Linked DNA regions of Zea mays: region 2 is linked to region 1. A link is a contact called in public Hi-C data. All regions are on one chromosome and are shown on one strand. Each heading gives the region's core, a stretch centred on a gene start, on an enhancer-like site or on the middle of the called end of the contact. The rest is flanking DNA. Distances are from core to core; before and after follow the strand shown. Region 1 holds the start of LOC100281920. Region 2 holds the start of LOC100276061.

Region 1 (6,188 bases), core at 1,130-3,629:
CCATCTGGGCTGGGACACGCAGCGACAATTTACTCATCGATCCAGGGACCCCCCCGGGGTTGAAACGCCGACACCAATGTTCACCCTTCATCGCTTCCAACCTACAAGTACAAACCCACATGACTTTTACCTTCGTCGTTGACACCGTCTTTGTGATTCACATCTGCACAACATAAAGGCAAGAAACATATTATACTATTGAACTTGAGTATGCTCTTTCCTTCCATCAAAGTGAATCATTGAACAAAATGTGATATAATGACATAGAATGCAATAGAAACAAGGATAGCGAATGAGTTACCTACTCCTAAGGGTCAAAGCATGTGATATCATGTCCGGTGGATTGTGATATCCTGGCCCAAGGCATAATAGAATTAATAGAGTACCCATACCAACAAGGTGCATCTTCTTTTTCGGAAGCCTATCTCGAAAGAACCTCTGGTTAAGCGTGCTTGGCCTAGAGCAATCTTGGGATGTGTGACCGACCGAGAAGTTTTCTAGTGTGTACATGAGTGAGGACAAAGTGCGCACAAAAGACTCGTGTTGGTCCGTGGGGATGTTATATGGTCCTAGAGGGCTACTAGGAGTAAGTACCGCTAGACCCGGTGTGACCGGGTGTTACAAAGCAAGTCTTTCTATTTTTTGGTAACACTAAGCTAAAACCGATCATCTTCTTGACAGCCACTCATCATACTTAAACATCGTGGCCACATATCAATCACATGTTCACATGATCAAACTAAAACATTTTGATGTAAGATAATTCCATAAATTGTTGTACTAGGCACAAAGAGTTCATTAATACAACCATCAACAAATATGGTCTCAATTATTGGTTAATCTGTTTATTCCAAACACAAGTCTTTCAAACCTACAAACATTTTACTACAGTATTTAAATATAAAATATGTGTATAGTAAAAGCTATATACACATATTAGTTAGAATAAACTATAATTTATAACGAAAGGTGTAGATGACATGAGAGAAATAAAATAAATAATCAGAGCAGAACTCATTGCTTTTTAAAAGAAAATGGTAAAAATACAATTTCGGTCCTTAAAGTTGTCGAGATGTGTCATCCCGATCCATAACTTTTGAAGTATGCCTCTTAAAGGTTCAATTGTTGTTCGGGTCTCATTTACGTCCTAACGGATCGAAATAGACCTGTTATGACCGAAATAAACCCTTCTTTGTTAAGCCGACACGTGGGAGGGGAAGCTGACGGCGTGGGGCTTATGGTGCCCATCGACGGTAGCAAGCTCCCCCCCGGCCCACACCTCATGACCCTCGCGCACCTTGAGCTCCTAGCTGACGCGACCATCCATCGTCGCGCACGAGAAGCGCTTCCGCGTGGTGGTGTATCCACTGACCCTGCGCCTCCACTAGCTAGCGATGGGCATGGCCGTGGTGGTCACCGACGCTAAGGGGCGGGGACGGAGTAGGAGACCACCACCAGCAAGACAACAGAGAAGAATGTGATCCCCTTCGCGCGACGTTGGAGCTGTCGGACTTGCCGACACTATACGTACTTGTCTTACCGCCTGAGCACATTGCAGATTGCCTCCAGCATCCGCTCATCATGAGATCCTCCCCCCACCGCTGGCGATGGTGGAGAAGCAACAATTAAGGTGGAAGAAGCGGAGGTAGTAGTTGTGCGGCATGAAGCTGGGCCGCGTCGCCACGGGGCTCCATGTCTGCACCTCCACCGAGTCCTAGCTCGTCGTGCCGTGCTGGGTCATGGCACACGCTAGTAGTAGCTCCTCCAACGTTCCCCATATCTCCTCTCCCTTGTCGGTTGACGGCATAGCTTTCGACTCTGGTGACATGTCAGTGCCTCCGACCCGTCCGCCATCAGGCGTTCTAGTCTGCGAGGCAGCGGAGGGGTCGTGGACTAGAGCTAGCGGGAAGGACAGAGGGTGGTTAGGTGAACTCGTGTTAAGGAAGCAGGGAGGCAGTAAAGGCGGCCGGGTGACGAGCTTAGCTAAGACTATCTCCAGCAGCCCCATATTCAACTCTACTCTGCAAATAATATAATCTACAATGTAAAATAGTGTTTTAGCTGACCATATGAGTGAACTGCTGGAAATAATGCAGAAATGGTAGCCTAGCGACTAGGGCGTGCCACGGTGGCATAATAGGGAGGTAGAAGGGTGTATCGGGTGCAACAGATCACAAAGATTGACATATGGACGTAGCTACAACAACCTATTAAGACATCTGAAGTTCGATTGAGCTTTTAAGAGATAATATATTTTAAATTTTATGGACCGACAAGTCTAAGGTCCGGAATTGTATTTTACTAAAAAAATCAGGAATACGTGTGCCGCTGCCGCTGCCTGTTGCGTACTTGCGTTCTCGACTCTAAGCTTATCCTTTGTTCCGTACTGCTCGTCTGCTCCCCGTTCACCCCTCTCCCTCTCTCTCTCTCTCTCTCTCCACTTTCCTTTCCTGGCAGCGACGAGTGACGACAGTGGCAGGCGGGCGGGCGGGCGAGCGTCGACGGCGTTCTCTAGGTCTTCGTTGTCCCCTTCACCGGCGGCTGCCAACGCCCTTTGCCAGGTCTTCGTTGTCACCTTCGCCGGCGACTGTCACGGCCCCTTCGCCAGCTCTTCGTCTGCCCCTTCCCCGGTACCGGGTATGCTCGCCCGTTCTCTTTCCTCCATCCTGTTCAAAAGGACAACCCAAATTTAAGGTACCTGTATAGCTATTTGGGATCTGACCCAATTACGGACAGGTTTGGTGTGAAATTTGCACACATTAATTGAGGTAGGTATCTGAGCCCCCCCCCCCCCCCCCCCCCCCCCCCCCCCCCCCCCCCCCCCCCCCCCCCCCCCCCCCCCCCCCCCCCCCCCCCCCCGCGGGAAAAAAATCTTATTTTTCCGTGTGTTTTTATTCTTTGACGTCAGTCCATTTCATATACCCTTTGACCTCTTCTCACCGTAGGTGACAACCGAGTAACTGACATAGGTTCATTCCTTAAATTACATTTGTCTAACTCCAAGGATATGCGGAACTGGAAATCCAAATACACGTTTGGTTTACGCATTTAGCCGAAAGAAGAGACCTAAGTGTTACCATGTCCAATCGGGTATCCGGTATCCAAATACACGTTTGAAAAGATGGTCATCTATATTAGGTATTCTACCACATCGTATCTAGAATGAGTATCGATTATAGGTTACCTGATGGAGATGCTACAATGTTATTTAGATATATATAATGGGTTTAGGTGCCCTGATAGGTACTCAGCTGGAGTCAACCTTACATCTTCTGGAATGAGCACCTACTCGAAACAATGATTTCACTTTTCACATGGGTTGATAACTTGTAATCATCCCTTTTTTCAAGTCATGCAATACTATACGCAATGTTTTAATAGTGGGCTGAGCTTCTTAGCAGCTATCATCTGCAACATATAAGGGTGCGTTTGGTTCGGTTGTGAAAAAGTTGTTGTAAGCTGTCTATTGTGAAAAATCTACTTTGAGTTGCCCGCTATGCAAAACTGAAAATCCTTTGGTTGAAACTGTTGTGAAACCGTAGATTTCACGTGATTTGTCTACAATGCCCTTGAGAGGGCTACATAGATTGTTTATACTCAAACTGGTTGTAGTACAATGTTTTTTAGAATTGACATAATTTTTCACTATTACAACATTCAATTAATATTTCATAAATATAGATGAGTAGGAAACATTCAATATTTATGCAACAAAATAACTGAAAAATATATTAACAAGCTATAGAATGCCTGATGTTTATAGTTCGATGATGGATCATGCATGTCTTCAATTCAGGCACTCTTTCTTGTTACTTTTACCTTTTCTAGGAGGCTAGAAGAACAACTAAGTCACATTTGCACAAGGACCATTACAATCTTATCAACACAGGCGTATCAGGCCATTTCCATTTGTACCAGCAAAGAACCACTTATTCAAATGCACACACAAAAATCGAATCAAATGAGTAACAAGTTGCAAAAGGAGGCAAGGCATCGCCATCAGCAATGCGCCTTTAGTTAAGCGCGCGTCAGAATCATCCAGGTGGTGAAGAACTTGTAGAGCACGGCGTTGCCTATCAGCCTTGCCGCATCCTTGAGCTCGTCGAGGCTGCACCTAGCATCTTCCACGAGCTATCGCGTCGCTGACCACCACCCTTCCCGACACGGGGACTCGACAAATTGCCACCGGAAGAAGTCCTTGACTGCCATGGCTGTCACCATGATGGAGCTTAGCGCCAGCAACACGTCGTGGGTGTGGTAGATGACCGCCTCTTGGAGGCCCATCCATTGCTTCCACAACATGACGTGGTGGGGCGGAGGCCGAGGCTCGTAGCGCAGTTAACGAAAATATGTCCGGCGCTGTACATGGCGATGGCTTACAAGTTACAACTGCTAGGCGGCGAGGGAATTGCTCGTGAGCGGGTTGGCGATGGTGAGCGTGCACGTGGTAGAGGACGAGTTTTCCGAATACAACCACGGGCACGGGCACGACGACCCTTGATGCGGTGTGGTAGCGGTTCCAGTTGTGGTTGGGGTTGGTGACGTTGAAGGCGATGGGTGGACAGGGGTCAGAGTCGACTAGAAGGTAGGGAACCGTTGTAGGGAGGAAGAAAAGAAAAAAAATAACGTTTCACTCTTCACAACCAACTAGTATGGTGCCCATGCGTTGCAACGGAACACAAACTATTTGTTAAATGCTTATTACCTACGCATATCTATGTTCTTGAAGCGACGTGGTATACTGGTTACCTCATTTAAATCGTTGAATTTCCAGGGCATAAGAACCTACAAAATATCAGTCATTAGGATTGCAAAGAAGTGCCCTTTATAAATATCAGTCATAAGAACCTGCGTCTCCCGCCCGAGGGTGGCCTCGGGCGAGCCGTTATTGCGTCTCCCACTCGAGGTTGGCCTCGGGCGAGGCGTGACTGTGTCTCCCGCCCAAGGGTGGCCTCGGACGAGCCGTGACTGCGTCTATCGCCCGAGGTTGGCCTCGGGCAAGGCGTGACTGCGTCTTTTGCCCGAGGTTGGCCTTGGGCGAGGCGTGACTACGTGAGGTTGGCCTTGGGTGAGGTGTGACTGCGTCTCCCGCCTGAGGGTGGCCTCAGGTGAGCCATGACTGCGTCTCCCGCCCGAGGGTGGCCTCGGGCGAGCCGTGACTGTTTCTCCTGCATGAGGTTGGCCTCGGGCGAGCCGTGACTGCGCCTCCCGGCCGGGGTTGGCCTCGGGTGAGGCGTGACTACGTCTCCGTCCGAGGTGATTGCTTCTCCCGCCAGAGGTTGGCCTCGGGCGAGGCGTGACAGCGTCTCCCACCCGAGGCCACCCTCGGGCAAGCCGTGACTACGTTTCCCGCCCGGGGATGGCCTCGGGCGAGGCGTGACTACCTGTCCTTCCCGAGGATGGCCTCGGGCGTGTCGTGACTGTGTCTCCCGCCTGGGGTTGGTCTCGGGCGAGTGAGCGAGTCGTGACTGCGTCTCCCGCCCGAGGATGGCCACGGGCGAGTCGTGACTGCGTCTCCTGCCCGAGGATGGCCTGAGCGAGTCGTGACTGCCTCTCTCGCCCGAGGTTGGCCTCGAGCGAGTCGTGACTGCGTCTCCCGCCCGGGGATGGCCTCAGGCAAGTCGTGACTGCCTGTCCCGCCCGAGGCCTCGGGCGAGTCGTGACTGCCTCTCTCGCATGAAGTTGGCCTCGAGCAAGTCGTGACTGCGTCTCCCACCCGAGGATGGCCTTGGGCGAGTCGTGACTGCTTGTCCCACCCGTGGATGGTATCGGGCGAGTCGTGACTTCGTCTCCTGCCCGGGCTTGGCCTCGGGAGTCGTGATTGCGTCTCCCGCCCGAGGTTAGCCTCGGGCGAGTCGTGACTGTCTGTCCTGCTCGAGGATGGCCTCAAGCGAGTCATGACTGCGTCTCCCGTCTGAGGTTGGCCTCAGGCGAGTCGTGACTACGTCTCCCGCCCGGGGATGGCCTCGGGTGAGTCGTGACTGCGTCTCCCGCCCGGGTTTGGCCTCGGGCGAGTCGTGACTGCCGCTCCCGCTCGAGGTTGGTCGGGCGAGTCGCAGCATCGTAGTCGCCGTCCTCAACTGGCGGCATGCGAGTAGCAAGGCCAAGCGGATGCACAGGGGGAGAGGAAGCGAGTGGGGGTGCGGTCGAGGGCGGGTGCAGGGAGGTTGAAGTGGAGGAGGCCGAGC
Region 2 (6,338 bases), core at 401-2,900, 200 kb before region 1:
GTAATAAAGATATTATATACTCCCTCAGTTCCAAAATAGTAGTTATTTTTTTATCTTTGTTTTTTAATTGGTAATAAAGATGGACCTAGGCATATATAAAATATATACATCAACTATTGTATGAATCTATTAATTAACTAAAATAAATTATAATTTGGGACGTTGGGCATGTCCTAATTTTTCTTGAATTATAAGAGTTGCACCTTAATTACTAAAAAATACAAACTATATAAACAGAGCTTAATATTTTTTGTCTCTAATTTATTTTTTATCATCTGAGACTATACTGAAAGTTTTGTTAATTTTATTAGATAATTATTAACTAAATTAATTTTATATTTATTTTTTATAAACACTTAGCAACAGTAATAAAAACAATATCTAATTTTTACATAGATCTTTTGTTAGATAAAATAACTTACACAAATATTTATAAAATTTTCTGAGAACTTAAAGTATGGACCCATAATTTATATAAATATGTCTGACTTTATATGGGTTTAGATTCAAAGTTCTCAATAAATTCTAAAAAAAATATTTGTATAAATTATTTTAGCTAAAAAATATATATGTAAAATTAGAGATTGTTTTATTACTGTTTACTAAGTGTTTCTAAAAAAATAAATATTAAATGGATTTAGTTAGTAATTAATTTTCTTTAAAAAACAACAAAAGAATTTAGTTATTTAATAATAGTATTAGTTAGCGTTAGTAACTTTTTAGCCTATAAAAATAATAAATAAATTAGATACAAAAATATTAATATCTTTGAATTTAGTTTTATTTTTAGGTAATTAAGCTGATACTTTTAAAATTACAGAAAAATAGGGCACATGTAATATCTTATTACTAATTTATGTGTAAAATTTTATAAAATTTAGATACTGCTAGATCATAGAACTAAAATAAATAGAACTAGTGTTATTTAAATCAATGTCATGTCATCAAAATTACCGGCCAAAACTTTTTCCGACGTAGACATGAATGTGCATTGTTGTTGTTCATTCACACGGAGAATAGAGAAAGAGGACATATTTTTCTTCCTCTTGGTTTATTTATACAGCACTGATGGGAGTCCATCAAACTGCTTGGGAATCCATCAAATTGTTTTTGTGAAAAAAACTTTTGATGTTTGTTTTTCTTAAACTCGAACGACTTGATTTAAACTTCCATCCATCTTGATCCCCCCTTCACCCCTTCCTCTCCAAAAAGGAGCCGTTCTGTTCCTCAGCTCTTGTTCTGATTTTGAATGTGATCTTTGGTTAAAAATAGGATAACTTTAATTGGGCCTATCAATGAAAGCCCGCCACACGAATCAACCTGTCCCAATACGCCTGGTTCTGGGCCTTATGGACTCATGGTCAGTCCAAAATCCAAAGGCGACGCGGCGGATGGCCGGCGAGCGGCGAGTCTTTCTGACGATGCGCGGTGGAGGCTAGCTGTAGCTCACCAAAAGCAAATCGAAATTTCATCTGCTTATTGAGAGGGTTTTTGTACGCATGCGTTTCTGCATGCGTGGTTCAGTTTGCGAATGAATTGCTAAATTCAACGTTCGCATTTTCAGTTACACATATCCTTCCAAGCGCAATTTTTTTTAAAAAAAAAACTCAGACGGAGTTTGGCTGTGATCTGTGGCCCTGTGTGGGTGTGGACTTTGCATGCTTGGGCTCGTCGGCAACCGGACAGGAGGACAGCAAGGCGGAAGCGCAACCGGGCGTCGCTGGTCCGACGGGCGGCACGTGTCAGGGAGCGTGACAGGGGCGGCAGATCCGGACCTCCACGTCCGTATCCATATCCACATCCATCCATCAAACACGGAAGAGAGAGAGGAAGGGAGGGAGGGAGAGGAGAGATTATTTTGGACCAGTTCCACCGCTTAATTTGCAGGACCGCCACCCCCCGCGGCGCCGACGATCACCTCAGGCGTGCGCGGATATGGGGCGCCGCGGCTCCTACGACCGCCTCGAGGCGCTCTCCCTGGAGATCGAGCGCAAGCTGCACAAGGTAACCCACCGCTTCCCCTACCGTGCGCCGGCTGGCGCCCGTCAATTCGTGTTCGTCGCGCTTAATCGAGGACCAATCTCTGTCGCGCGCACGCGCTCACATCGCTTCGCGAGAAATTCGAGGGCGGCGGCGGCGGGATTGCAGAGGCCCTAGATTGTAGGCGGCACGCGTCTGGGTGCACCGCGTTGAGGCCGCTGTGGGCGGCGGCGATGACGGCAGACGGGAGGATAATGGACATTCTCTCACCTACTCATAATCACCCCCAAACCACCTTTGTCGCCCCCCCCCCCCCCCCCCCCCCCCCCCCCCCCCACAAACTGTCCTTTTTCGCTTCCTATATGGTGGTTTTGATGTAAAAAGGCCGTTACTATCATCTGAAACGATTTAGGCAACAAGAGTAATTTCACTCATAGGTGCCACATTTGTATATATGATGTCTACATTCCGTTGGAGTGGTTGAGATCATAATGTCACCTTCTGGAACTTTGAGAGCTGTGTGCATATAGATAGGCAGAGAGTCGGAAGCTATATCAAAATAGTTGTATAACCTCCATGTAATAATCTCGTTTTTCAACAATACTTTCTTAATAACAACAACAAAAAATCATAATGTCACCTGTTTGACTATCTTCCATGCAGGCCCTGATGTCCAACTCACAGCGTCTTCAGATACTTCAGCAATTGTTTGCTGACATCGCATTGAAGGTGGATGATCGCGCTCGAGGTGCCATATCTCACATAGTTTTGGCCGCTAATTTCATTGGACTTTTCTTTCCATATATATTAGATGTTTCATGCTTGCTATCGATATAATGCTTGGAATTATTCTGAAAGTTGCCGTCCAATGCAGCAAAGTTAGTAAAAAGTTTTGCTACAGCAGTTGTATGGGCTTGCAACTATGATGTATGATGACATCATTGACATGGTAGTCAAAAGGAAATAATAGAACAGATGTTGTGAACTTGTCATTTCCAAATTGTTATATTGAGATTGCTACACTACACTATTGGTTCGTTTCATGACAAAATGTATCTTTTGATGGAATGGTAAGTTCTTTGCATCTGTCTGTTCTCATATTGGCTGCTTTGAACTGGTATAACATGCACTATTTCTGCTTCAGAAAGTGACAACATGTATCGTTTTCTTGTGTTTATGTGATGCTAATTACTAGGATTGAGCTTAGATTGTGTGCACCATGGTTTTTGCAGACATGTTCATCAGACAATACATTCAGTTTGCACATTCACATTATCACATAGGAATATAGGATGAGCAGAGCAATTGAAAGAAATTTAACCAATTTCTCACTTGGAGCAATAGTAATGCATCTTTGGATTTCCTGGAGTCAGCAGAGTACTATGTTTTGTTGCTGTATATTTATGTTAAGTCACAACTTCCCCTTATGATAAATAAATTCTTTTAAGGTTATTGTGTCCACATTCACTGTGATCTTTTTTGGACCCTGAAGCAGAAAATCCTAGAATAACAAACTGCATTATACTTGAACAGATGCAATTATGAGTGAGAGTGATGATGGCATTGCTCCAGCAGATGAACGGGAGGATGGTTGGCTATGCTTCTATGAGATTCTTGCCAATCATTTTGTTAGAGTGCCTGAAAGTGGCAGGCGTATACTTGAGTTGATTGTGCAACTCTGGAGCCAGTCCTTCGCGGCCAACATATTTGCACTTCTTTTCCAGAAATGGGTATGCTGTGTTAGTAAGTTAACAAATGGTCGGAGGATGTATTAAATACATGCCAAGTACATTATCAAGATACCATGGTTTCTATTTCGAGTTCATATCTTTTAAAAGTATTCATTTAAATTTTCAGAAAAGAAATCATGTAGTTTAGGTTGACATGTAAACACAAATCATTGGTCAAAAACGTTAATCTCAGGATGCAGTAAAATTTAGTTTGATTATTCCTTCACAAGACATGATTCTCCCAATTATAGATACATCCATATTTAAACTTAGTTTACTGATTACAGTTTTGTTATGCAGTTGTTTGAAGCCCCTCTTGATGAAAAAGAAATATCGCTACGATATAGCTCTGCTCTTGTTCAAGGTGCTACAAATGTATTTTGGTATGATTGCAAATATAAAAACCATCATTATTTTTTTATTAATTCTTTTTAATCCTCAACTGTTTTCTGCTAATAGTTGAGAACAGATTGTGGTTCTCCTTTATTTATTTATTTTCTCCTTGAAACTGCCACTGTCTAAATACTATATTTTTTTTGTAGGATTGACATACAGACAAATACAAGACATTTTCTCTCTTTGTATCATGTAAGTGTTGGCTTGATTCCTCATGATTTATCTCATTTCGAAATTACTCTCCACTCTCCTTGTGTATTTACACCATTACATTTTTCCCCTTCTTTTATTGAACAGTATCTCCTTGAGGACGTTGCTCTAGTCCCTGAAAGACTTAGTAAAATATCATTACAGGTTATTCTTTTTCCTCATCGAGCTCTACTGTACCTTTCTCCTAACAGTGCCGAAGGCTACGATATATGTTTTCTCCTAACAATTTTCATCATTACTCTGTAGGCTGGTAGAGACCTTTTCCTTCTGCTCTCTAGATTCATGTTCTTCTATGATCAAGGTAGGTGCCCTTTCAGTATCTTCTTAAGGCTGAATGCTTATTATGTAGTCCTCAAGTGTTGCAATGTTGGATATGCAGATCACATGCTTTCTAGTTTCCTAGAGCATTTTCCCAATTTCCCAAATTCCTTCTTGGTTGGTGGACCAGCAGATTACTTTGTAATTGAACTCGCTGATCAGGTTGCTCGACTTGTGAAATAGATGTGCTATTCTGTTCATCTTATGATGAGTTGTATCATCAACGTCATCATCTAAAACTAACTGCCATGGTCTTCACTACAGCTTCAAAAGCTAAAAATTGAGCCAGTACTACTACACTACCTCTCCCGCATGAGCATACTTCAAGGTACTACCCTGAATATGTTTCCAAAGAAGTCAGGCGCACACTAATGTTATGATTCCGTTCGTCTGCTGCAAGGTCAATTTCATTGAAGCAATGACTTGATCCTTTCAGGGTTGGAACTGAGGTTGAGTACAAGCACCAGACTAAAGGCCTGCCTCTACAGCTTCACTTCTCCTGGTGGCCCTACCTACCCAACACGGGCGGTGCGGCACGCAGCCTGGAACACCTTGGATTTGCTGTTCCCTGTGAGTACCACATTTTCTCCAACCTTAGTACAGTTATGAATTTACAGCACTATTGGTTCCTTTGGCAGTTTACCTTGAAAGTAAATATGATTTTATTTTATGCACCTGTGTTGGTGATTATCTTTTTCTAGTGGACACATATGTACCAAAAAAAAATCTGAATTACTCCTTGTTCGGTTTTTCCTAATCCATGTGGATTGGAAGGGACTGTGATGAATTGACATGGATTTTAACTTGCTATGTATTTAAACCGACTCAATCCTACCCAATCCATCTGGATTAACATCAAAACGATGGATTAACATCAAAATGAACAAGCCCTTAGATGTCTGGACGGTATACTGTGTTTTGTGATACCAAACAGGCCTGGCGAGTAAGGCCAGGAATGCCATAGATGAACAGGCAGAGAGTCCTCTTGCGATCAACCAATCACGGCTTGCATTCTCTACGTTTTATTGCCCATAAACTGTCAAGATTGCTCCACATACTTTGTTTATTCATCCACCGCTGTAATCTGGTAAAAGGGTAACACGATGCCTCTCTCGGTTGGTCATTGGGTTGTTGGTTGGCTACAGATCGGTCGTTACCCGAGGCACGTGATCAGCCTGTTCTTCCGGCTGCTGTATCCGTGGTACTGGCCTTCCTCTTGCTGGAACTTCGTGATGACCTGTGCCATGACCGTGTACTACTACATCCTGAACCTGCTGGTGTCGTGTTGGGAGAACATGAGGCGGCGGCCCAGTCACCGGAGAACGCACGGTGAATGAAGACGCGGCGGCCCATCCAGTGGCACCTTGTGTTGTTGTTGTTGTTCATTTTTCTTTCCTTTGCGCGAGTGGTGTAGTAGTTAGTAGCAGCGGCTTATGTGTTCGTCGCGAAACAACATTCCCTGTATAATATAAACTGCTGTACTTGTTCAGCTGTTGTTCATATAGGAAGAGCCGAATGAAGAGGAACAGCTGGTAATGGAGGGAGAGCGTGTGCGCGCATTTCTCGCTTCGTTTCTGGGGCATTTACTTATCTGCAGCGTCCTTCCACCATTGATCTCCAAATCCGTGAAGGGACTGGGGATGGGGACGACAGACGAGCTCGCATTGGCAACCGTATATAAAGTTACTGTCAGTCCCAGCAATG

The links. A called contact is a pair of places that touch in the nucleus more often than the background predicts.
Region 2: a contact with region 1 is called in a Hi-C map of leaf, with 6 times the contacts expected there. The contact joins the promoter of LOC100276061 here to the promoter of LOC100281920 in region 1. A contact is called at or near these places in 5 of 25 Hi-C or Micro-C datasets (ear, leaf and tassel).

The regions. Positions count from the first base shown.
Region 1 is chr3:17,088,461-17,094,648 of Zm-B73-REFERENCE-NAM-5.0, reverse strand. LOC100281920 reads left to right here and starts at 2,379. Exons shown (of 2, transcript NM_001154839.2): 1 at 2,379-2,637.
Region 2 is chr3:17,284,702-17,291,039 of Zm-B73-REFERENCE-NAM-5.0, reverse strand. LOC100276061 reads left to right here and starts at 1,650. Exons shown (of 11, transcript NM_001374095.1): 1 at 1,650-2,004; 2 at 2,644-2,728; 3 at 3,514-3,710; 4 at 4,011-4,093; 5 at 4,253-4,298; 6 at 4,404-4,460; 7 at 4,563-4,617; 8 at 4,696-4,796; 9 at 4,899-4,962; 10 at 5,071-5,204; 11 at 5,780-6,196. The coding sequence starts at 1,936. The coding sequence ends at 5,971.